2 separate regions of the Triticum aestivum genome follow, and region 2 is linked to region 1. A link is a contact called in public Hi-C data. All regions are on one chromosome and are shown on one strand. The core of a region is the stretch at or near the end of the contact, and the rest is flanking DNA. Distances in the headings are between cores, read along the strand shown.

Evidence for each region. A called contact is a pair of places that touch in the nucleus more often than the background predicts.
Region 2: a Hi-C map of leaf shows a contact between it and region 1, with 2.2 times the contacts expected there. The contact joins the enhancer-like site here to the promoter of LOC123154807 in region 1. A contact is called at or near these places in 2 of 5 Hi-C or Micro-C datasets (both in leaf).

The regions. Positions count from the first base shown.
Region 1 is chr7A:358,183,201-358,188,883 of IWGSC CS RefSeq v2.1, reverse strand. It overlaps LOC123154807, which reads right to left and starts at 2,144. Exons shown (of 12, transcript XM_044573441.1): 1 at 1,996-2,144; 2 at 1,809-1,895; 3 at 1,588-1,721. The coding sequence starts at 2,044.
Region 2 is chr7A:358,225,592-358,231,357 of IWGSC CS RefSeq v2.1, reverse strand. LOC123154807 reads right to left here. Exons shown (of 12, transcript XM_044573441.1): 8 at 3,297-3,340; 9 at 3,146-3,217; 10 at 3,006-3,053; 11 at 2,800-2,919; 12 at 2,285-2,570. The coding sequence ends at 2,490. Among protein-coding and RNA genes, the nearest start is that of LOC123154807, 42 kb to the right of the region's middle. Within about 2 kb of position 1,812, at least 7 of the 8 cell types and tissues checked have an H3K27ac peak or open chromatin away from gene starts, as enhancers often do. A contact at or near this core is called in leaf, where this site is marked.

The sequences.
Region 1 (5,683 bases), core at 895-3,394:
ATCTGAATGCAGTGTTGACTTGCTTCCACAAAGTGAGCCAAAATGCAGCAAGAAACTTGCTATCGCGGTTTGAGACGATGGACCTTGGAACTCCATGAAGTCTGACCACTTCTCGAAAGAATAGGTTAGCCACATGATGAGCATCTGTTGTCTTGCGACATGGCATGAAATGAGCCATTTTAGAGAATCTGTCCATGACCACAAACACAGCATCATTCCCTCGTCTTGTTCTTGGCTAACCCAAGACGAAGTCCATAGAGATATCCTCCCATGGAGCAACAGGAACAGACAAAGACATGTATAACCCTATGTTCTGGACCTAGCCCTTGCAATGTGGCACCGCTGAACAAACTTCCCAACATCTCTCTTTACTTGTGGCTCGTCTTAGTCATGGCATGCAACAAATGTTTGTGCAATGGACAGGTCGTGCTGCATCTCAAGCTTCCTGTGAACATCTTACTGAATTTCAGCATAAGAACCCAACCTTCTGGCTCAAGCACGAGCTGCTCATGGAGGGAACTGATGTCATGTGGGTCAGCACTATGTCTGCAGGTGCAAGCCGAAGCAAGACTCGGTGGCCACCATATTATAGGAGTACAGGATTAGGTAAGTTCAAGCCTTAGGAAGTTTGATCTGAGTGCGATAGGGTTTTTTGTTACAAATAGAAGGTTTCCCCTATTGTGTTCAGGTCTAAGTCGGTTTAAAGAGTCCTTACTTTCCAAGTCATGTAAATTGCAGGATAAATAATGCCCGGGACTGGTATTGAGAGAAACAAGCAAGAAACATAAATAGAAAAGGTAGGGGTTCTCCTCTGCAGCCCTATCTCCCCTTGGCATCACGGTACCCAAAGGCAACCTTCCCCGCCCCCGTCCTCCCACCATCCACCACTATCCCTTCGGGGACTTAGGCCCTGACAGCTGAATACCAACACCTGGATTACATTTGACGATTTGACAACCCAACGGACTGGCGCCGAAGGGGAAAAAATCAATATTAGGGTATGAAAAGCAAGAAATGTATCTCAGATGGGACAAAAATTTAACCCTCGGAACAGATTTTGGAAGAGCCAACCCCCGCAAAAAGAACATCGCATTTCAGAACTACCATTTAAGACAAAATATAACTGTCCAATTGCATCACTTCTAGTCTGCCCTTTTTCTTGGCGATTGCAAGGGAAACACACTCACAACGCACCTCCTTAACACACGCTTCCAAAACAAGGATCAGCCATATCCACCAATCTCACAAAGTTCCTACAAATGCGCACAAGAATGGCAGGATATAAACCCTAGTGGGTGGAGTCCTGCCCTCCCATCTTCACGACCACAGCAAGAGGTGATTCTCCGTCTGCATTTTTTTAACGATTATGACCAACCAACTTCCTACTAATTCACAACAGCTGACGCTGTTTTCCCACTTCTACGAAAGCATGACTATTCACTCGCTAAATACCGTTCAACATAGCATTTCACGTCCTCCAACATGCCACAAAGGAGTGCCATCAAATAACTTATTACGGCTTACGTGCACATATTTCCAGGATAGCAAACTCCGCAAGAGCTACAACGAACAATCCAGGATCCTCACCTGCTTCAGCGTGGCACCCACGACCTCCAGTGAGGCGATCCTACCCTGCTTCTCAGCCATCTCCACACAGACATGCGCCCTCGCCTTGGCAAGGTGCTCGGCCTCGTTGCTCACCTGTTTCGCCTGCGCCCTCACTGCCCAAACATAAACAGCGACATCATCAACCAAGACGGCAAAATTAGCAGCGCGAATCCAGTGATAGAAACAAGAGACATTTGAACCTAAGGCGATGTCGCTGTCGTGAGCATCTATGGCCGTGCGCTGCCTCTGCTCCTCCGCTGACCGCTTCGCTGCCTCCTCTTCCAGATCTGCAGCCCAGCGACGCAACCATCGACAGCCGAGGCGGCTGGAGAGTCAGAGCGGCGGGAGCAGGGGCGGGGGAAGGGGCGGTGAGTTCGCGCGACGGACCGTTCATGTAGCTGCGTAGGGTCCTCATGTTTGCCAGGTACTCCTCCATGGCTGCCGGCCGGAGCGGTGGGTCGAGAAGGAATGTGACCTTTCTTTTGTGTGTTTGGGGTCCACCTCAGCACCCTAAATCTATACCCATTTTGTCCCGATTTTATCCATATGGGGTAGAAATAGGTCTATTTTGTCCGGATTTTATCCATATGGGGTAGAAATAGGGAGAACAAACGCCGGACAGAGGCCGCACAAACTTGCTGCGCCCAACGCTGCTACCCTAAATCTATACCTATTTTGTCCAAATTTTGTCCGTATGGTGGGCCAGGTACAAAAAAGGAGAGAGTGACAGGTGGGGTTGAGGGCGGACATAGACGGACGACGAGGACGCGAAGACGTCCGCTTTCTGTCCGCTTTGGCCCCAAACCTAGAGCAACTTTGGTCTGGAAATAGGGCAAAAGCGGACACAGACTGGACGAAACGTCTGTATGCTCCCATGCGTTGGGTTGTTCGGTTTGTCCGTTTTATCCCAAACGGACACAAACGGACGATTTGAGGTAGAAATGGGTCACGCGCTGGAGTTGGCCTAAGAGGGTGTTTGGTTGCCATCCTGTGGCAAAGGCGCCTGGCCTGGAGTATCCGTAAAAGCTTTTTTTTCAGGGAACTTTAGAGAGCTTTATTAGATGAACGCATTCGCTGGGCAGTCAGCCAGAAGGCTGCTAACCAGGAAGTTAGGCGTGGAGTCCAGCCATCTTTCGGTCACGTAAAGCGTACATGCACGCTTAGCACACAAATGTGCAGGACCCTTAGCGGATCTTATTACATGAGAAATATGAAAAGACAAAAAGCCAGCAGAAAGCTCTCTAATTTCTAAGAAAATTGGTGTTACTACCGAAAGATCGGTGTCGCTAGAGTTTCGGAGGTTAACTGCCTCAAGACAGTCGGATTCCAGTCACACGTGCATGTAGCCTCGAAGCTTGGCGAAGATGACACCCTCCCGCAGGGAGAGCACTTCAGCAATGAAAGGGTCTGTGACCCCTAGGTGGGGTTTGCACCATGCGCCCGAGAACGCCGAGGAAGAGCGGGCCACTCCCCCCACGCCGGTGACGCCGGCATCAAAGTGTATTGCAGCATCAGTATTGATCTTGATATGATCATCTTCGGGGGGCCGCCACCCTTGACCTGGCAGAAGTACGAAGCTCTGTCGAGGAATATCCAACAGTGCAAGGTCCTCACGGATGCGACGGACCGAGGCAACTGGATCAATGGTCTCCTGATCATGTGTTCTTCTATTGTGAGACATCCAAATGGCCCACATGACCGTGATGATGATGGCACGGTCCTTGTCAATGAACCGAAGATCACATAGGATATCGCGTGCCCAAGTACTGGGATGGAGCCGGGGTAGGTTGATCCCAAAGAGTAGCCTTGCCTCCTCCCAAAACCGCTTTGCATGAGAACAGTGGACAAGAGCATGCATCAAGTCTTCGTCTGTAGCCAGGCAAAGCTTACATGAGCTAGTATCTCTGATATGGCGATGATGGAGGGTGCATTCATCCGGAATGATTCCCCTCAACACCCGCCACCAGAAGACTCTTACTTTTGGGACAACTTTGAGCTTCCATAGCAAGCTCCACATATGTTCTTCGTTCATTGATGGCCCCGATATATGCCCTTCTTCTAGAGCTAACCGCTCTTTCTGATTCACTAGAGCTTGATATGTTGTTTTAACAGAATAGATGCCAGATCTCTCATGTGCCCAAGCAAGAAAGTCCGCCCCGCCGCCCCGACAAAGCGGAATATTAAGAATTGCCTCTGCGTCTGGTGGAATGAATGTCGCGCGAACCAGGTCGCGCTTCCAGGTCCAGTTGTCCGAGTCGATGAGCTCGCCGACCATAGTCACCGGGGTGGATGGCGGCCTGAACAGAGGCAGCATAGTTACGGTCGATGGGATCCATCGGTCTTCCCAGGCCGAGGTTGAAACCCCATCACCGATGCGCTTTATAAGATCAACACTTAGGGCTGCTCGCCCGGTGATGATGGCACGCCATGTGGCTGAGGCAGACTTGGGTGTTGGCGCTTGCATGAAATCACAGTCTGGGAAGTACCTTCCCTTCATCACTCTCGTATAGAGGGCGTCTGGTTTTGTTAGGAACCGCCATCCATGCTTCCCGAGAAGCGCTAGATTAAATTGTCGCATGTCCCGAAATCCCATCCCTCTATCTTGGGTGTAGCAAGCTTTTCCCAAGCTATCCAGTGTAGAGAGCGTCGATCGACGGAGCTCCCCCACCAATATTTTGCCATGCTTCAGGTAAGATTCTTGCACACTTTCTTGGTCAAAAGGAAGCAAGACATACTGAAGGTCGGTATTGCTTGCACAATTAATTTGATTAGAGTCTCTCTACCTGCACAAGCAAAGAACCTTTCAGACCATCCTTGCATTTTCCCTTTCGCCCGATCTCCAATATGCTCGAACATTCCACTCGTAACTCTTCCAACAGCAGTTGGGAGACCGAGGTATCTTTCAGAAAAGGCTTCTGAGTGCACATTCAGAAGCTGTTTGAGACTCCCTCTTAGAGTCGCCGGTGTGTTTGGGCTGAAATAGATGGAACTTTTTGCTCGATTCACACACTGGCCGGAGGCCTCACCATATATTCTGAGGATGTCATTCAAACGAGATGCACTCTCATTACTCGCCTTGATGAAGATCAAACTATCATCAGCGAATAGAAGGTGATTGGCCCATGGGGCTCTGAAGCTTACACGTATACCTCGGTCAATATAGTTGCCATAATGCTTCAACAGAGAAGAAAAACCCTCGGCGCAGATCAGAAATAGGTATGGGGATATAGGGCAACCCCGTCGTAATCCTCTCGAGGGGGTGAAGTAAGGCAGCAATTCTCCATTAACACGAACAGAGAAACGAACTGAAGTGACGCACTTCATTATTAATCTGACCAAATTGCCAGCAAATCTAAGTCTCACTAGCATAGCTTCAAGGAAGTGCCACTCTACAGGGTCATAAACTTTCATCATGTCCAACTTGATTGCACACGAAAAGTTTTTCCCTTTCTTTCGTCTCTTCATCGTATGGACACTTTCAAATGCCACAAGTACATTATCCGTGATCAAACGACCTAGGATGAAAGCACTTTGCTCCTCGCTGATAATCTCATCCATGCATGGCCTCAGCCGATTGGTTATGACCTTGACAACGATCTTGTATAGAACTGGGCATCAAGCAATGGGGCGATACTGGGAGATGTTCTGTGGATGACGTACCTTAGGAATAAGCGTGATAGCAGTATCATTTAGTCCAGCAGGTAGCTCACCACCATTAAGAAAATCAAGCACCGCCGGGACTATGTCATGCTTCAATAGCTCCTAGTGACGCTGATAGAAACCAACTGTAAATCCATCCACCCCTGGCGCTTTGGACGCGGATATCTAAAATAAAGCTTCTTGGACCTCGGAGGCTTCGAATGGTTTACATAACATATCATTCATGGCCGGCGTGACCCGGTTTGGTACATGCGCTAACAGTTCATCACTGTTGTTGTACCCTTGAGATGTATAAAGAGCCTGGTAAAAATCAAGGATCTCTTCCTTGTCCTCATCTCCAGATGCGCAAACAGAGCCATCTGATCGCTGCAAATTGGCGATCTTATTTATACGTTTGTGTTGTCTAGCTTGCGCC
Region 2 (5,766 bases), core at 563-3,062, 43 kb before region 1:
TCTCTAAGTCGTGCCCCGACACGTGGGAGATATAGCCGCATTGTGGGTGTTACACAATTACACTCGTAAAATCCACCCCCATAAAAACAAACCGAGTGGGTTCCGGTTAACGATTGGTTGATCGTTTTGGTCCGTAAATTTTGCACGTGTATTCAAGATTACACCTGGTTTTGGCCGGTATTGGATAAACTTCTCATCACATCTGTTTCCCCCCGTTTTCTGACTCTTTCTCTCACCTAGCCAAGGACGAACCAACCATGGCATGCTGGAGAGAGGAGGTAGTACGCCAAGTCTTTGTTCCCGCTGATGCAGAGGCAATCCTGAAGATTCCCCTCTGTACAAGACAAGTGGACAACTTTTGGGCATGGTCGGGCGATCTGAGGGGACGTTTCTCAGTAAAATCAGCTTACAAATTGATCCATAAGATGAAGATGGGAAGGGAAGACTGGTTGGATGAGGCTGAGGATATGTCCAGCGGAGAATCCAAAGGATGGTCATCTATTTGGGGATTGCAAGTTCCTTCAAAACTGAAAATATTCACATGGAGGCTGGCTCGTCACTCACTTCCTACCAGTGATGTGCTGCATCGTCGGAACATGTCACCATCGCATGTGTGTGCGTTATGTGGAGCAGATGACAACTGGCGCCATTCTCTTATTGACTGTAACTACGCCCGGTGCGTGTGGGCTCTATCAAATGAGGATATGGTGCAGCATATGTGTATGTAGAGAGATGAACATGCAAAGAGATGGCTCTTTCTAATGAGCGAATCGCTTCCTCAAGAGGAATTCACTACCATGATTGTCACACTATGGGCGATTTGGGCAGCGAGGAGAAAGATAATCCATGAAGGAATTTACAAAACTCCATTCGCTACTCATGGTTTTGTCACTAGCTACTTGGCTGATTTGAAGCACATACCGAAACCTGTTGACAGGTCACTGACAACTCCAAGGGTCCGCCCTACTGCTTGGCAGCCACCACCGAATGATCATGTTAAAATTAATGTAGATGCGGCTGTGCCGCGTGCTGGTGGAAGGGGGGCTGTGGGAGCCGTTTGCCGCGATGCATTGGGTGTGTATTTGGGGGCCTCGGCAGTTGTCTTCAACAACATAGAGGACCTGGAGGTGCTTGAAGTTCTAGCTACCAGGGAAGCAATGGCACTTGCCGAGGACTTATACGAGCAGAAGGTTTTCATCGCCTCAGATTGCATGACAGCGGTGGAGGCGATCAAAGGAGGAACGGCAACAGCATATGGAGCAATCATCGCCTCAGATTGCATGACAGCGGTGGAGGCGATCAAAAGAGGAACGGCAGCAGCATATGGAGCAGTGGTACATGAAATAAGGGATAGAACTCGTTTTTTCATATCTTGTTCTTTTAGTCATGAATTTCGATCCTCGAACATTGAGGCTCACAACCTCGCAAAGCATGCATTAACGTTGGGAACCAGCCGCCATGTTTAGTTAGGCCACCCCGGCGATCTTTTGTTCGTCCCTGTAAACATTGTGACGGTTGAATAAAAGTTTCGCGAGTTTGTCTAAAAAAAAACCTAGCCAAGGACGAGGGCGCATGCCTCCGGACGAACGGTTCCAGGCACAGGAAATAGCCGAGCCACCAGTGTCAGGGACCATAGGCCTGGCGAGTTCCTGGCGCCAACGTCACGTGCCTTGCCATGCTCGGCTGGAGTTCCCGCCGACCAGCGGGTTGAGGCAGCAACAAACTGGCAGGCTGCGGTCCTGACCAGGCCGGCAAAGAGCGTGGGCTCCAAGGGCGCATACCTCCGGACGGACGGCTCCAGGCACAGGAATGGACGAGCCACCGGTGTCGGGGACCATAGGCCTGGCGAGTTACTGGCGCCGACATCACGTGCCTTGCCATGCTCGGCTGGAGTTCCCGCCGACCAGCAGGTTGAGGCGGCAACGAACTGGCAGGCTGCGGTCCTGACCAGGCCGGCAAAGAGCGTGGGCTGAGGCAACGTCGGTGGCGGTTGTGAGCGGGTTCCGTGGCGGCGGCAGCTACCTTGGCAAGGTCTGGAAATGTCCATGCTGACTGCCGGAGTGAACTTTATGACGACGGCGGTGGTGACTGCCGGCTGCCGACAGAGACTGGAGCAGCACGCCATGACCGGCAGTACAAGAGGAGTTGAGGTCGTCGCACACCACCTGGCAAACTGACCAATTCATCTCCGTCATTGTCCGCATCATTGTCCGCATCGTTGTGGCATCTGGCGCTATACCTGAAGTTTCTGAATCTCAGAATGACTTGTTGTGCTGTATGTTGCTGACAGGCTAAATACGATGCTATCCAAGCAGAAATCCAGAATTTTACAATTGTGTTTTCGTTACACTTGTATCTCAGGTGTGCACAGAAAAATGCCCTTGTAGATTAATACAGGTGGAAAATATAAACCGCCCAAGCGCAGCCTACGCCAGCTGTGCATATACATACTTTAAACGCACTGAACCTGTGGCAATCTGCGGCTGAGTTTATCTTACACCCATGGACTCCCCGCCTAGTTCTACATTGTACTCCAGTCCGCAACAGCATTTAATAGGATCAGAAACTCCCTGCAGAGAAAGATGTTCAGCTTCTTAAGACTGCACATGGCATCATTGAAAGTAACGCACTCCCTCCGATCCAAATTAATTGACGCAACTTTAGCACAACTTTGTACTAAAGCTGCGTCAATTAATTTGGATCGGAGGTAGTATATGTATTTCTCCATGAGAAGAAGAAAAAGGAAATCAATTAGATTAAATCATGGAGCAACCAAACTGAAAAGTATCGGTAAAACACCTTCATTTTAATGATTTGTTCTTCAAGAGACTGGAAGTACTCGGCTTCTCCAGCTCCATCACCTTGTAGACCTTTGTATTCCTCCTCCAAGGACTTAATATCCATCTCCTGTACTGCAGCCTGCAGGCACCAGGATGAAATAACACACATGGAGAATGACTTGATAACAGAATGATGTTTACGGTTAAGAAACACACTGAACTTACAGGGAATCTAGCAGTTATGTTGCTCTCCTGCTCAAGGGTCTGCTTACACTGCAAAGTTAATAATTCTTTAGTTTAACTAAAACAGCAATTGCGACTGCTTGGCAGATCTAGGGCCATAAGAGTCTCCAGAACTAGAATACTTCGCTGATTTCTAAGAGGAGCTGTGATCCTTTTGCTTTGATATCCAGTAGCTTCTTTCCAACGTCAGATTCCTGTTTATTAGTTAGTGAGCGACACATGACAGGTTGGATGTTCCTTTGCTACAGGAGGAGAATGGGAAGCATGGAATACCTTGTCTATGCTCCCTCCTAAGTTGAGCACTTCATACCTCTTCCCTGCAATAACACAACAGATCAATATTCAGGTGAAGCTATTAGTTACAGTTTCACAATTGACAAAAATTCCTATTTATGTTATCCAATGTAACAGTTTCACAAGTTAAAAGTCAAGATGATATCTAGAATGGTGCAGACCTGATAGTAAGCTAATAGTTTAATCTCAAAATTTCAAGCAAAGTAACATCACTCAAACAGAAAACAGGTAATATAAACAGAGCCTGGTCAGTGCACGCATGTAGTTTGCTAATTGCGTCGATCAAAAGTTCTTTTTTTTACTAATTGCAGAAACCACCTCATGTAGATTGTTCAGATACTCCATATCAGCAGCACTGCTTCCATTCATCAAGAAGCTAGTACAGAGCACCTGAGATGGGACCATTATGCTTCCATGAAGTTTGCTCCTGGCATCCTGGCAGCATCCAAGATTGGAACTGACACTGACAGGTGGGGGGCATGATTACCTCACCCAGCTCATGTGTGCTTCGTAGTGCAACACAGTATCATCCTCACGTAGCTTCATGGCTGCCAAGTTTGAGGAGCCCATGCACAAAGTGTTTGTAGCTACCCCTTGTGACCTAGCTTTGCCGCTCTATGTGCACCCTTGGACAACGGCTCAATTGCACCATGTAGCTGACTCGCTGCCCCTGTGGCATCTGCCTCCTGTGTATTCCAATGACGAGACCATCAACCACTCCATCCCACTCACCTCGTCCAATCAAACCAAGTTGCCCCACGACCACCCTGTGAGGCACCACTCTGAGAAAATGAGCCAAGCTTGTGTTATTTATCACCTAGTACCAGAGCAACTTAGACTCCTTAGTGCATGCTTATGGTTAGCATTGCATAGTAGTCAGTTCAAAGTGACAAAAACTTCAACACAAGTCTAAGGGTGTGTTCCCAAGAAAACATGTCTAGTGATGTGGGTTAGCACTTGAAATTAGCAAGTCGCTTATATAGCAAAAGAATGTTCCAGCCTTAAGGGTAGATATGGGCGAGTGGTAAGTAAGAGACTGGTGCAGTGACGCAGAGGCATGGTGGGGTGAAGGAATGTGCAAATCGAAAGCACAAGGCACAGGTAGCTTAGGCCCAGAATTATAGGAGATGGTACAGTCAGGATGTTGCTACTTTGATAATCAGGAAATAATGGCTACTGGCGAAAGAGAGAAAAGATGGATAAGTTAAGCTACCCCCATGAGGCATATCAAAGAATCATGCTAATGAAACCGACTCCTAGAGCTCCCCAGTGGGTTTTAATGGCTTCGCAAAGGTTTGGTAGCTAGTTTCTAAACCTTAAGGGTAATGTAGTCGGACGCCAAACGACATGGCTGTGTCAAACGTCATGGTATTAAGTAGACTTCTCCAACAACAAAGCTTTTAGTCCCAAACAAGTTGTGGTAGGCTAGAGGTGAAACCCATAAGATCTCGCAACCAACTCATGGTTCTGGCACATGGATAGCAAGCTTCCACGCACCCCTTTCCATAGCTAGTTCTCTTTCGATAATCCAGTCCTTGAGATCCCTCTTTATGGACTCCTCCCATGTCAAGTTCGGTCTACCCCGACCTCTCTTGACATTATCAGCACGCTTTAGCCGTCCGCTACGCACCAGCGCTTCTGGGGCCTGCGCTGAATATGCCCAAACCATCTCAGACGATGTTGGACAAGCTTCTCTTCAATCGGCACTACCCCAACTCTATCTCGTATATCATCATTCCGGACGCCGTCCTTCCTTGTGTGGCCACACATCCATCTCAACATACGCATCTCCGCCACACCTAACTGTTGAACATGTCGCCTTTTAGTCGGCCAATAACTCAGCGCCATACAACATTGCGGGTCAAACCGCCGCCCTATAGAACTTGCCTTCTAGCATTTGTGGCACTCTCTTGTCACAAAGAATGCCAGAAGCTTGGCGCCACTTCATCCATTCAGCTTTGATTCGATGACTCACATCATCGATATCCCTATCCTTCTGCAGCATAGACCCCAAATATCTAAAGGTGTCCTTCGAGGCACCACCTGCCCATCAAGACTAACCTCCTCCTCCACGTGCCTACTAGTACTGAAACCGCACCTCATGTACTCGGTTTTAGTTCTACTAAGTCTAAAACCTTCAGATTCCAAGGCTTGTCTCCATAGCTCTAACTTCCTATTGCCGACTATCATCGACTAGCACCACATCATCCGCAAAGAGCATACACCACGGGATATCTCCCTGTATATCCCTTGTGACCCCATCCATCACCAGAGCGAAAAGATAAGGGCTCAAAGCTGACCCCTGGTGCAGTCCTATTTTAACCGAGAAGTCATCAGTGTCGCCATCACTTGTTCGAACACTTGTCACAATATTATCATATATGTCCTTGATGAGGGTAATGTACTTTGCTGGGACTTTCTGTTTCTCCAAGGCCCACCACATGACATT